Regions from separate parts of the Bicyclus anynana genome. Here region 2 is linked to region 1. Evidence: chromatin contacts called from public Hi-C data. All regions are on one chromosome and are shown on one strand. Each heading gives the region's core, a stretch centred on a gene start, on an enhancer-like site or on the middle of the called end of the contact. The rest is flanking DNA. Distances are from core to core; before and after follow the strand shown. Region 1 holds the start of LOC112055340 (suppressor of cytokine signaling 2). Region 2 overlaps LOC112055340 (suppressor of cytokine signaling 2).

The links. A called contact is a pair of places that touch in the nucleus more often than the background predicts.
Region 2: a contact with region 1 is called in a Hi-C map of whole body, with 3 times the contacts expected there. The contact joins the enhancer-like site here to the promoter of LOC112055340 in region 1. A contact is called at or near these places in 2 of 2 Hi-C or Micro-C datasets (whole body and whole larva).

Annotation. Positions count from the first base shown.
Region 1 is chr11:3,431,662-3,437,767 of ilBicAnyn1.1, reverse strand. It overlaps LOC112055340 (suppressor of cytokine signaling 2), which reads right to left and starts at 2,962. Exons shown (of 5, transcript XM_052884159.1): 1 at 2,596-2,962.
Region 2 is chr11:3,485,646-3,492,153 of ilBicAnyn1.1, reverse strand. It overlaps LOC112055340 (suppressor of cytokine signaling 2), which reads right to left. Exons shown (of 5, transcript XM_052884159.1): 3 at 1,862-2,157; 4 at 401-546. The coding sequence starts at 2,149. Among protein-coding and RNA genes, the nearest start is that of LOC112055341, 15 kb to the left of the region's middle. Within about 2 kb of position 1,948, at least 3 of the 8 cell types and tissues checked have open chromatin away from gene starts, as enhancers often do.

The DNA of each region.
Region 1 (6,106 bases), core at 1,713-4,212:
GGGTACGCGAACCCCTAGGGGTTCGCCATTCACGACAAGATTTACTAACTGTGGCTTGATAACTGATACCGGGTCAGAATTAAGGTTAAAATTGTCCAAAATTACTCATATCATTGAATCCATTTGCGACAAGAAACAAGCATACACATCACATTAATATTACAAAGACGTTTGTTTTGGTACTTTATGTGTTACCTTTTATTCAAATAAAAAACCTTATTTTTTTCTTGGGGGGGTGGTTCCCAGTAATTAGTAAGGGGTTCGTTGTCACTTGGAAATTTTACCAGGGGTTCGTAAAGCTGAGAGTTTGAGAAACCCTGGTATATACGAAATAAGATGCGAGTGTCCCCCGCACCCTGGGTGGGGTGATACCCTGCCGCCGAGCCCCTGCGTAATCGATGATTACCTTTAATTAATTCATTTTATGTCTTCGAATGTAACCCGCAACTTTAACATGAAAAACAAGTCTTAAATGAGGAATGTTAATGTAGGAAATAATAGAGAAGTTAAAAGATACACCAAAATCCTAATTATAAATGTAAAAGTGAGTATTTGTTACGCTTTCAAGCTTAAACCACTAAATGAATATTTAAAAAAATCACCATTTTAAAGCCACATTATCAGCGAATATCACAGGTTATGTTTTATCTCTGTATTCCCACGGGAACGGGAACTACAAGACTGAAACCGTAGCTAAGAAGATATAAAGTGCAAGTAAAGATGCGCGCTTAGTGACAGCGGATAACGATGCACATAAAAGCTGACCCTACACCTCGCAGATATCGTGTGGCGCCGCCTTTACTTGTGTTTGTGTTTGTGCTCCATTTTATACGTGACTTTCATATGACACACAGCAATACGTACGATACTGTATATGCGATATCTATACCTATATCGTGCGCTGTAAGATGGTGCGGGTGACAGTTCATTTTACTCAAGTCATAATGCAACTGTCACCTGTACCTCACTCTTGAAAGTTTGTCGCGATTTTTATAAATTCGAAATTCAAATTTCTTTTATTTCAATTAGGCTTAGTTTACAAGCACTTTTGAAAGGTCAGGTATATGTCAAAATTTAATTTAATGTAATGGTGGTAATAATAGACGAAAACTTAAAATTAAAGTTACGAGGGTTCCAAACGCGCCTTGGTCCGAGAACAGCCCACAACAAACTCAATATTACAATGATAACAGTACGTATTACGACTTAAGGCAACTGTCACCCGCACCTTGCTATACACATATTTGATTGTGAAGGTTTTTTTTATTCTTTACAAGTTAATCATTGACTACAATTTCACCTGATGGTAAGTAATGATGCAATGTAAGAAGCGGGCTAAGTTGTTAGGAGAACGATGAATATCCAAACCCCTTTCGGTTCCTACACGACATCGTACCGGAACGCTAAATCGCTTGGCGGTACGTCTGTGCCGGTAAGGTGGTGGCCGAAGACATCCAGACCTGCCAGACCTGGACCAATTAAGAAAACCTCAATTGGCCCAGCGGGGGATCGAACCCATGACCTCCGTCTTGTAAATCCACCATGCATACCACTGCGCCACGGAGGCCGTCGTAAGGGTGAGTTATTCCATGCAGTCCATAAGGGAGCCAGTTGCCTACAGGCTACAGCCCTAGATTCATCCCGTCTAAGGAGGCACCAGAAACAATCGAGAAAAAAAATAAACAACCAAAAAAAAACATCCCAATCAACTTGAGAACCTCTTCCTTTTTGAAGTCGATTAAAAAGTTCAGGCAATTTCAAAATCCGCGCATTTATTGATGTTGATTTATTACAAAATACCAAAAAAATAAGTTTTATTACGAAGAAAGAATAGCTCAATATTTCATAGCTTGACCCAGGACCGCTTTACTGAATCAACTGATGTGGTAGTTTACGGTAATCAGTCAAATAGGTAGGTACAACTCGTGTGCATTAACTTGACACCACACACAACCAAACAAACCCATTACAAACATCTTTCGAGTCAAGTGTCAAGTTAATCCACACGAGCTGTACATAAATATAGTCTCCAAGGAGCTTGTAAAGTGAGCCTACTTGAAATAAATGAATTTGAAATTTTGAAATTTTTGAATTTTAGTAAAAACTAGATTGTCCGGCCCTTAGCCGAACTGCTAAGCACGATCGTAACTTTTTATAATCTCTCGCGGAAAGCAAGATGATTCGTTAATATTTCGATTTATTTTCGATTCGAAAATATTTCCTAATTTCGTACCTATAGTCTACTATTTTCCAGGTTACATCTTACTTTCATAATTTGAGTAAACTACCAAATACAACATCATTGCTGTAACTCAGCTCTTATCAAATAAGATTCATAAAAAATACGTTTTTTTTTTATTTATAGTTATTGTCACCATGAAAACAAATCGTACAATCACGTGACCTCGAATTTAAGCCTTCTTATTAGGTCTACCTATTTATTATGCGTGTATTAAGCGCTATTTAATAACAGATAATATGTTTTAGAAATGCATTATTAAGTGGTCCTAAAAATCCTTGCCTTTCCTACCCGGCAGATATCATACTGAAATAAAATATTAGTATTAGCAGATGGTACAAGACAAAGCCCCTCACCTGGTAATTTAACCACCATTGGAGGTGCGCCCGGGTGGTTGGGATCCAATGTAGACGCCTGCACGCACGATCACAGAAACACAGCACAAGTTTAAATAATTGGAGTTATAATTTCCTCAAAACCACTTTATCGCCGGTTCCATGTAAAACTCTTTATGGCCAGGTTTCGTGGAAGCGAAGAAATTAATTTGCAGAAACGGCGGCCGTGGCAGAAAACCTCTTCCGAGAAAACGCACATTCAATTTCACTGGCCGGTTCGGATCGTGTATCACAGTTGCGAGTGCGATGTCGCGAAGGAGAAAGTTCGCGTATCGCCCGTCGCGACGTAGACTCCGTGTCATGCACGATTACTGACTGGCCGACCGGCGACCGAGTACCGACCGCCGACAACTCTCTCGCCAGTCGCCTGCGATAGCGTTGGCGAAGAATTAGGGTTGTCAACAGGGGTTATGACAGTTTTTTCATTCTATACGAATATTAGAAAGCTGAAGAGTTTATTTCTTGGTTTGAACGCGCTAATCTCAAGAATGGTCGATTTGAAAAATTCTTTCAGTGTTATTTTATTCCCGTATTTCTACGGGAATGGGAACTACGCGTCACTAGTTGTATATAAATTAAAAGTATGTTAATAGTAAAGCAATTTTGTAAACGTAACAGGATATCTACGATCATTAAGTACTTTCAGAGCTACAGGGATTATTTGCGGCACAGTCACGCTCCCTTAAAAACGCTCCATACAAAATGGCACGAATTAATGACGTCGTTGATCATAATGATCGTTAGATTTGTATGGACGTTCAAACAAAATTACAAATATCTTTGTTATTTGTGCGTTTATGTTTATAGTTCATGTAATGAAAAATGTCACGTTTAATGTAAGGAAGCTAAAAATGTTTGCAAACATCCAGCTAATCTTTGATTTTTACGTATTAATTGGTTAATATTGACCTTATTTACCCGAATGTTTCGTAAAAATCAATATATCAAAACCTGTCATCATCCCCATTACACAGTATGTCGTATGAGCAAGAGCATATTTTGATTTGACAACCCTGGGACATAATGCAAAGCATTGTAAAAGAATTTAGCGGAAAAATCGTAGAAATCATATGTAGCTCTCGTTTGATTTTCATTGCTTAGCTTTATTGCTTAAAGTACGAATTTAAGAATGCAATTTTTTCAATATAGCGCTGTAATATAGGTCCACAAGTGAAGTGGAGGTTGAACAAGAGTGTTTCAAGTGATTAAGTAGCTTTTTTCGGTAGACTATCACAAGTTTTAGTAACTTTGCCTTGACTCAACTGACTGACAGCCAACGACGAATTTACTATATTTGACCATTTTCGCCCTTAGTAGGCCAAAATATTTGATAAAAATTATTACTTACAAATCTTACTTACAAGTCTGGCTTAATGTATAACGAAGCCATATTAAAACAAAAAATAAGGCAATGATATATTTTTTTAAATATAGTAGCGGACGCTCGCGATTTCGTTCGCTTGGAATTCTGTTTTTTACCAGTCCAGCGGGAATCATGGGGTTTTTCCGGGATAAAAAGTAGTAACAAGAAGCCTATGCACTACTCCAAGGAGCCATTTATCACACAAAAATTCATACAAATCAAAACAGGCTCTAAATATGGCCTAACGTAAAACTCGTGCCATTCACTAACACACAAACAGACAATAAATTAATCAAAAATACCACCCGACTGCATAAAGTACAATAATAAAAAGAAAAAAATAAATTCTAACCAGTAGTGTTGAAAGCAGTTAGAAAACAGTCGGGACCCATTAAACAATCTAGATTAGTTTTAACATACAAAAACATAACCCTTCTTGGCAGTCGGATAATTATAATACAGCACGAAAACTCTGAAAACGGACGCCTAGTCACTCGCACTGTAAAAACACGGGATGAATATATGGCAGCCCTTGCTCAGAATAAGACTGACTGGCATAAAGTTCACGTCGTCACACATATCTGCCAGCCCTATGAATATAGCCAACTAGCGTGCCACTAGCGTTGTAAACACACGGGACAAATATATGCCACCATTAACTCTGAATAAGGCCGACTAAAATAAAATTTCGTGTCGCTCGAAATATAGAGACAATTTATGTAATGCCGGCACTGGCTGTGAATACGGACGACTGGCATGCAACTCGCGTTGTAAACACACGGGACAAATATATATGTATGCTGCCCCTAACTCTGATTATGGGCAAATGCAGTGCCATGGATAAATCTGGCTGATTTTGTTGTGGGCTCTTCTCGGACCAAGGCGTCCCGTTGGAACCCTCGTAACTTTAATTTTAAATTTTCGAATAATTATTATCACCATTGACTTAACTTTAATATTATTACCTGACGTTTCGAAAGAGCTTGTAAACTAAGCCTATTTGAAATAAATGAATTTTGACTTTGACATGTAACCCGTGTTGTAAATACAGGGGACAAATATATGCTGCCCCTAATTGTAATTAGATATGGCCGAATGCAGTGCCATGTAACCCGCGATGTAAGCACACGGGACAAATAAATGCCAGCCCAACTGTGTGTAAGATAGTGTGCACTCCAATGAGAGTTTGCGGGTTTAGGTTTACAATGTTTATAATGCATTATTCGTATAAATTGTAAGTCATCAGGGTAAGCAGTGTATTTTAGCATCTATGAAGTGCACGCCACTATAGATCTTGTCTAGCGCCGACAGCTTCACATGATCTCTGAAGCGCGGGGGTATAACACTACCTCCTTCTCAAGTTAGGGCTGAGAATGTCTAACGATAGTTTTAAAGAAGCTCTGAAAGGCAGACTGATGTGCGATCTATGTTGTAAACACACGGGCAGCCCTAGCTCTCTATAAGGCCGAGTGGCACGCAACTCGCGTCGTAAATATACGGGCGCACGCTCGCTCGCCGTCCACACGTACTCTGCGCCCGCACTTCCCAGAACCACCAACCTTGGCGTTTCTCGGAACCAACTCAAGGCATTGTCATTAATGTATATTCCTTAGAGTAAATGTGTATATCAATATTATAAAGCTGGAAAGTTTGTTTGTTTGTTTGGTTGAATGGATAGGCCATTTATCGAGGAACGCTATAGGCTATACAACATCACGCTACGACCAATAGAAACGCAGCATCAACGAAAAATTTGACTAAAACGGAAATAAACATTCCATTTGAGAGCTTCCGTTGCGCGCGCTGCGTAAACGGTTAAAGTTGCGTAAGTTTTTACGCAACTTTTTAAACGTACGTTACGGTTTTTACTAAAACCGTGTATGACGGAATTGGTCCCCTTCAAAAGTTCTAAAAAAAGTCCGCGACAGCATCTGTAAAAGGGATTCCACGCGGACAAAATCGCGATCGGTTAAAATCGTTAACGAATCGTGTATGTTTCTTGTTTTGGTACCGTGTATAGTACTTTTTAGAAATAGAAACCGAGTTTAAAATGGATTTAGCCTCCTTACACTATACTTTTTACTACGATTGCGAGAAAAAAAAATCAGT
Region 2 (6,508 bases), core at 699-3,198, 55 kb before region 1:
GTGGGTTTTTTTTAATTTATTCTTTACAAGTTAGCCCTTGACTACAGTCTCCTCACCTGCAGGGCCATTATGTAACTCGGTGAATGCTTTAAAATCACAGTCACGACAACAAATTGCAGCGATTTTTCGTTTTTGCGATCATGTAACATAGATCTTCCACCGAAATGACGTCATCTTGGATCGTTCTCTGTCACGGTCACTTGTAGGGATTTATTCAAGTTTTAGGCCTGTTTATAGTAAGTGATGATGCAGTCTAAGATGGAAGCGGGCTAACTTGTTAGGAGGAGGATGAAAATCCACAACCCTCTTCGGTTTCAACACGAGCTCGTACCAGAACGCTAAATCGCTCGACGGGAGGTCTTTGCCGTTAGTAAAAATAAATTTAAAAAAAATGCCTCACCTAAAGAATCCCTGTTCATAGTGTAGTCTCACAGACGTGGGGCCCTTGTCAGTTTGCACTGACAGTGAGAATATGAAGTTCCTGTCGCCAGAGTCTCTGATCACGTAGGCGCCCACTTTAGTCTCCTTGAGTAAACTCCGTGCACCCTGCAATGCGATGACATAGACAAATAAGATACGGCAAGCTTTACAAACATTATGTGACGTAATATCGCCAACTGTGACGTCTATCGAGTCAAGTCCAATGACTTTAAGGAACAGACCGTAGATAGAGAAGTTAATAGATAGATAGAATTCATCACATTGCGATAATAATGAAATGAGTAATCTATACTAACATTAAAAGAGGTAAAGTTTGTGGTACTGTAGGGGGAATTTCTGTATCTACAGAACCGATTTTCGAATTTTTTTACCACTATAAAGCCACGTTATTTGCGAGTGTCATAGGCTTTTATTTACGCGGGATCGGGAACTATGCATGTGAAACCGAGGGCTGTGTAGTTTTAAATAACCACCAAATAATATATTGCTGAAAAACTAGTTCAGTGTAGTGTATGTCGAAATCTTATGTCTTGACTTGACTTTTACAACAGCTCGTCGATTAGTTGTCTATCAATTCTCTATCTACGGAGCAGATTATGTTTTATTTTTGGACAATCTTTGGATACAATACTCGTCAACGAATATTAAAAGTTATAGTATCCTAAGATTGTAAGTGCTTAAATTACATTTTTTTACATTTCTGAGGGTTTGAATTTTAAAGGTATGTTAGTCAAAAGATGCACGAATATTTCGCACACGCTTGGTTTGACTGTATGCGATATTGAGCTAAATATAGGTCAGGAGGTACACACAGTATGTGCTAAACGCCTACGCAGTTGAAATAGCATTACGTAGCAAGTTTTGAACATCGTCATCATTATATGGAATGTATTATTTTTATACTGAAGTGTTAGAAGTTATAGCTTGGTAAAGTTTTTGATAACACTCCCATGATATGTGGGCGACGGGGTAGGAAATCTGTCATCGCTACCCGCCACCAGCCCCCCGTGGACCATCGAGAGTGTTACGTACGAATTCGCCATCTTACTACTCGTAACTTATAGAGGTTAAGTGATTTGACTCTACTAGGATGCATGAGGCAGATTCCAACTATGCATGAAAGATTATAAAAAGCACAAAAAAAAATATGACATTAAATATGAATTGCATTAATAAGAGTAAAAGCGGCATTGAAAGTAGAATGTTTAAAACAATGGTACGTATATAGTTACGCGCGACCTTAGACCAGAGCCAATTTAAAAAGTATAAATTCCTCAATTGACTAGATGTAGGAATCCATCCTAAGAACTTAGTTAATAACACATGCAATAAGAGACCAAAAAACTTTTTCTAGCCTTCCAAGTTATGTTTCTAGTTCATTTAACATTAAATCTAAAATGAAACCAAGAAATGCACAAACCTGCCAATCCAAATTCCCATAGTACCAGCCGGATAGCCTCAACGCTCGTAACGTGTCCGCTAACCTCCTCAGTTCATCGTTGTATGGCGCTGGTAATACAGGTGACGAAGGAATGGTGTACGGAGAGTGAGGCAAGTATGCAGGCTGCAGGCTGAACGGTGGTGTCGCGGGGGTCATAGAGTGAGAGTGGGCCTTCGCACAGGCCAGCGATACCCTGAGCTCATGCCTGCAGTTCGGACAGCAAGCGACGCCTGAGGACCAGTTGTTTAGAGGTACACCCACTTCCATACACGCATCTGTGGACAAACAAATATTTTTTTTTATGTTTCATAATTCAGATGACCCTCCCTAAAGTGTTTTTCAGATAGCATGGGTACAGTGACAGTCGCCTATATGACGTTTATAATATGTAATATTATCGTGAATCACAGCAAACTTTCAACAGTGAAACGAACTGTCATCCACACCATCCTACATGAAATGAACTGCAGCAAAGTATGTAAGGATCACATTCTACGTTGATGTCTTGCATAGTTCAGGCATAGATATTATGTGCTTGTAATTTGATCAGCAACCATAACCTTCAATCCCACCAACCCCCTTTAGAGTAGTGTGGTAGGTCTAAGTTCCATAATCATAGAAGATATCCTATAACTATAAGGAGGGCCTCCGTGGCACAGTGGTATTACAAAACGGAGGTCCTGGGTTCGATCCCCGGCTGGGCAGATTGAGATTTTCTTAGTTTGTCCAGGTCTGGCTGGTGGGAGGCTTCGGCCGTGGCTAGTTACCACCCTACTGGCAAAGACGTACCGCCAAGCGATTTAGAGTTCCGGTACGATGCTGTCTAGAAAGTAGTGTGGATTTTCATCCTCCTCCTAACAAGTTAGCCCGCTTCCATCTTGGACTGCATCATCACTTACCATCAGGTGAGATTGTAGTCAAGGGCTAACTTGTAAAGAATAAAAAAAAGGGGTTGCCTTTAGTGGGTTGTTTAAATAAGCTGATAATGAAACTTCTTATACCAATGACAGACAGACAGCCACATTATTTGTGGGTATCACAGGCTATATTTTATTCATATAATCCCAAAACATCAAGAAATACATGGGAAGAACCGTGGGGCATTGGTTAGTGTAAAATAATTCCTAGTTAGACACAATTCATGATACAGACTAAAGAAGGAGTTTTACATAACAATACTCAACACTTTTTACTGAGCAGTAAAAATATTCACAGAGGCAAGTAAAAAACAAACAATAAGCCTTGCACAAAAGATGGCCTTTACGCTGAAAAAGATCTCTTCAAGAAAAACTAGGTAATGATTAAATGCGGGAACATTTTTATTGATATTTCAGAGAAAGTTCACAGTGACAGAAAAAGTAATTTTATCGCTATAGTAGCAGACTAATTAGTATGAAATCCATCATAATAAATATATACACTTATCTGTTATTTCATTAGGATTAGGACACATTGCACATAGGTTGCCTAGTTAAATTTCAGCTGAATAGTAAGTATTAAGTGATTTTTCTTTTAATTTATTTAATCTCCTTCTTTAATTGGTCAATTAAAAATAATTGTACACTAGTTACCCATACCCAAAAGAATTGAAAAAGTAAAGGTTGCTAGCTTTCTGCTGCAACTGTGGGGTTGCCAGATATAAACATTCAAGTAATGTTATTTATATACCCTCATCAGTTATTTAGTTGTCTAATATGTCAAATGAAAGAAGCTAATTTAACTGTGTTAAGGTTTCCTTTGATTTAGTTCATTGTTTTCCTAGATTTTGTATGAAAAATGTGTTTGGCTGCAATTTCTTTAGGCAAGTTATTTGCAATTTGTCTCTGTGAACATTATCTCTCATTTATTTCTTATCACTAATGAATAACAGATGAGGATATATATTTCTAATGGACCTTAGACCAAATGCATGCATATGTGTATCAATAATGGATAAACAAAACTAGCTCAAGGATATGCCAGGCAACTTTGTTATATTTTTCAATGATGTTCCATACTTTTTATCAAGACTTTTCTAACATTGATAAGTAATTACAGTAGACAGGTTTTTTTTATTTTTACCTGACTACATAGAGTAAAAGATTTTTAGCAATACAAGAATGAATATAGGTAATAATCAGTTCCCTCATAAGTTTTAAACCAGGTACTTACTATTTAAATGTTTTAATGTTTGTTCAATAAAATGACTTGTACCTACAATTTTATGAGAATACTTCCTCGTTTCATACTGATATGATTAATTTAGTTTGTCTAGACCTACATGCTTACTTCAAAGCAATACACGTAAGTACTTAGAACTATGTTTTTAAATGATACATAAAGTTGTTGTTACAACCTTACTTGAAAATCATTTTTATCTAAAGAACACTGCAGCATATTAGAACCCTAAATTCGTCGGACGAAGTCGAGAGCATCAGAGAGTTTAAAACAAAACTTTCCAACAGTCAAAACGCATTGTCACTATAGCTAAAATGATAAGAATTCTACTTATAATATAACCTAAAATTCTGCGCTGTGAAAGTTTTAAACTCTTTTTATGTTTAATACAATAACCTAAACTAAAATACCTATTGTATGTCCTACAGTTAAGAACAATAGTTCCTCGAACTCACTTGAAGATTGTAGAGGTAACCTCGCTGCTATAGTCATGTTTAGAGGTGACAGTTTTGTTTCCCGCCGCTCAATCAGGCACATTTGGTGTTCACTTTTTGGTGGACTTTTACGTGTACCACCCGCCTCGTCTCCGGAGGCCACGGTTTGATTAATTCACTAAAAACAGCAACGCAAATTCCAAGTCAATGACGATCCGACATTGTATTAATTCACATAGGCACTTTGGAATCATAAAAACTGTTATTCACTCGGTAATGTCCGATAAGTTTTGTTGAACTTTTATGCACTATTTCTTTTTTCACAACACAAAATTGTTAAAACACAATAACGCGTCCGTAAGCGAAATTCTTGGAAGGCACAGGCACAGGCAGGCGACGAGGCGACGCGACAATGACAAATGGTAATTAAATCAACTACAACTTCATAAAATAATGACAGTAGTGTTGGGCACTTTCACAATACCAAAGACAAAATAGTAAAGACTATAAATTAAATCGAATAAAAACTATTGGAACACTGAAACGTCCACCGCTGACCGATCGCGCCGACGCTCTGTATGCAGTCAATTTGATGAATACTCGCTACAAACTGACTCTGTTCTCTGACTCGTACGAACGAAAAGTGGGGATCAACGTTGGAGGACGTTGCCGAGCGACAACCGAGTGATACGAAACTCGAACGTTCACTACTTCCGAGAATTCATTCACCAACCAACAACAATTATCCAGTTATCTAGTCGTTTGCTTGCTATCTTCATTCCATTGTATTATTTGTACGTAGCGCACGATTCTGCGTAATCTTACATTCATGTCTATTCTACTCAATCCATTCTAGTAAATAATGAATAATGGCAATAGCACGAAAGAGAAAATTAATAGTTTCATATTATTCATTAGGGAGTATATGTTTATAAATGTAGCTACTTACTTACATATACATATATCTAGCATGACAGTAAAATACAAAGTTTTCAGTAGTCAAACTATTTTAAAATAAAAAGTACATACTTACATATTAAATTCAAAACTGTTTTTAAGGTACAAAACTTGTCTATAAAAAGAGTTACTCTGACCGAAAAACGTTAAGTAATGCGTGACCTGGTTACTAAGTTCACTCCACTGTAAACGTGTTGCGTGCACCTCCAGTCACGAATACTTCTATGAAACGCTGTAATTTTTATGATAATAATATTTTTTTATTGTAGGTTTAAAAGATAAAGTTAACAGTTTTATACAGCCAAATTAAAGTAGTTCATTAAATCATTTTTTTTGAAATTTCAAGAGAAAACAATCATATAATTTGATTTAAAAGTAATCACATACATAAATAAGTAAGTAAAATTCATTCGCAGGCAGGTGTTCGATGCGCATTCAAAATTTAAACGTGCCATAGAGAGCGAGTTTCTCGTAACTCGATTATATTTGGCGTTCTCGGAATCCCCTACCTGCGTTGCTTTCACAGCCATGTGCCAGCTGCTTGCGCAGTTGGACATATTGGTACACAGCTGCAGAGTCTTTACAAAGATTTATATTATTATTACAATTTAACTTCTCATCACAAAGGTATACCACATTTGATATTCTATTCATATGGACACGACATTATTATTTGTACCTAAGTAATTCGTCATTTATAACATTCGTACCATGCGTTTCTCTTTTACAATCTTATAGAAAGATTTATAGAAAATACATGTTATAAACTACTCAATAGGACTTGAAGTGACTAAAACTGTTTATCGTACCTATTAATCTGTGACTATTTATTGAACCGGTTACCGATAGAGTAAAAGTTCTTTAACGTTTGCAATAAAGGCACATCACTATTTCGAAATTGATGATGATTTTAATATTTCTTTCTTGGCCTAGCGACTTATAACGACATATACGTTATTCTACAACTACTCTGAGGCAACTGGCGGCGATTTTCATCGAATATAAAAAAATGGTAAATTTATTCATTGTCAACATGTATGATTTCAAAAAATCTGAATCTTCAGATAAAGACGTAGGA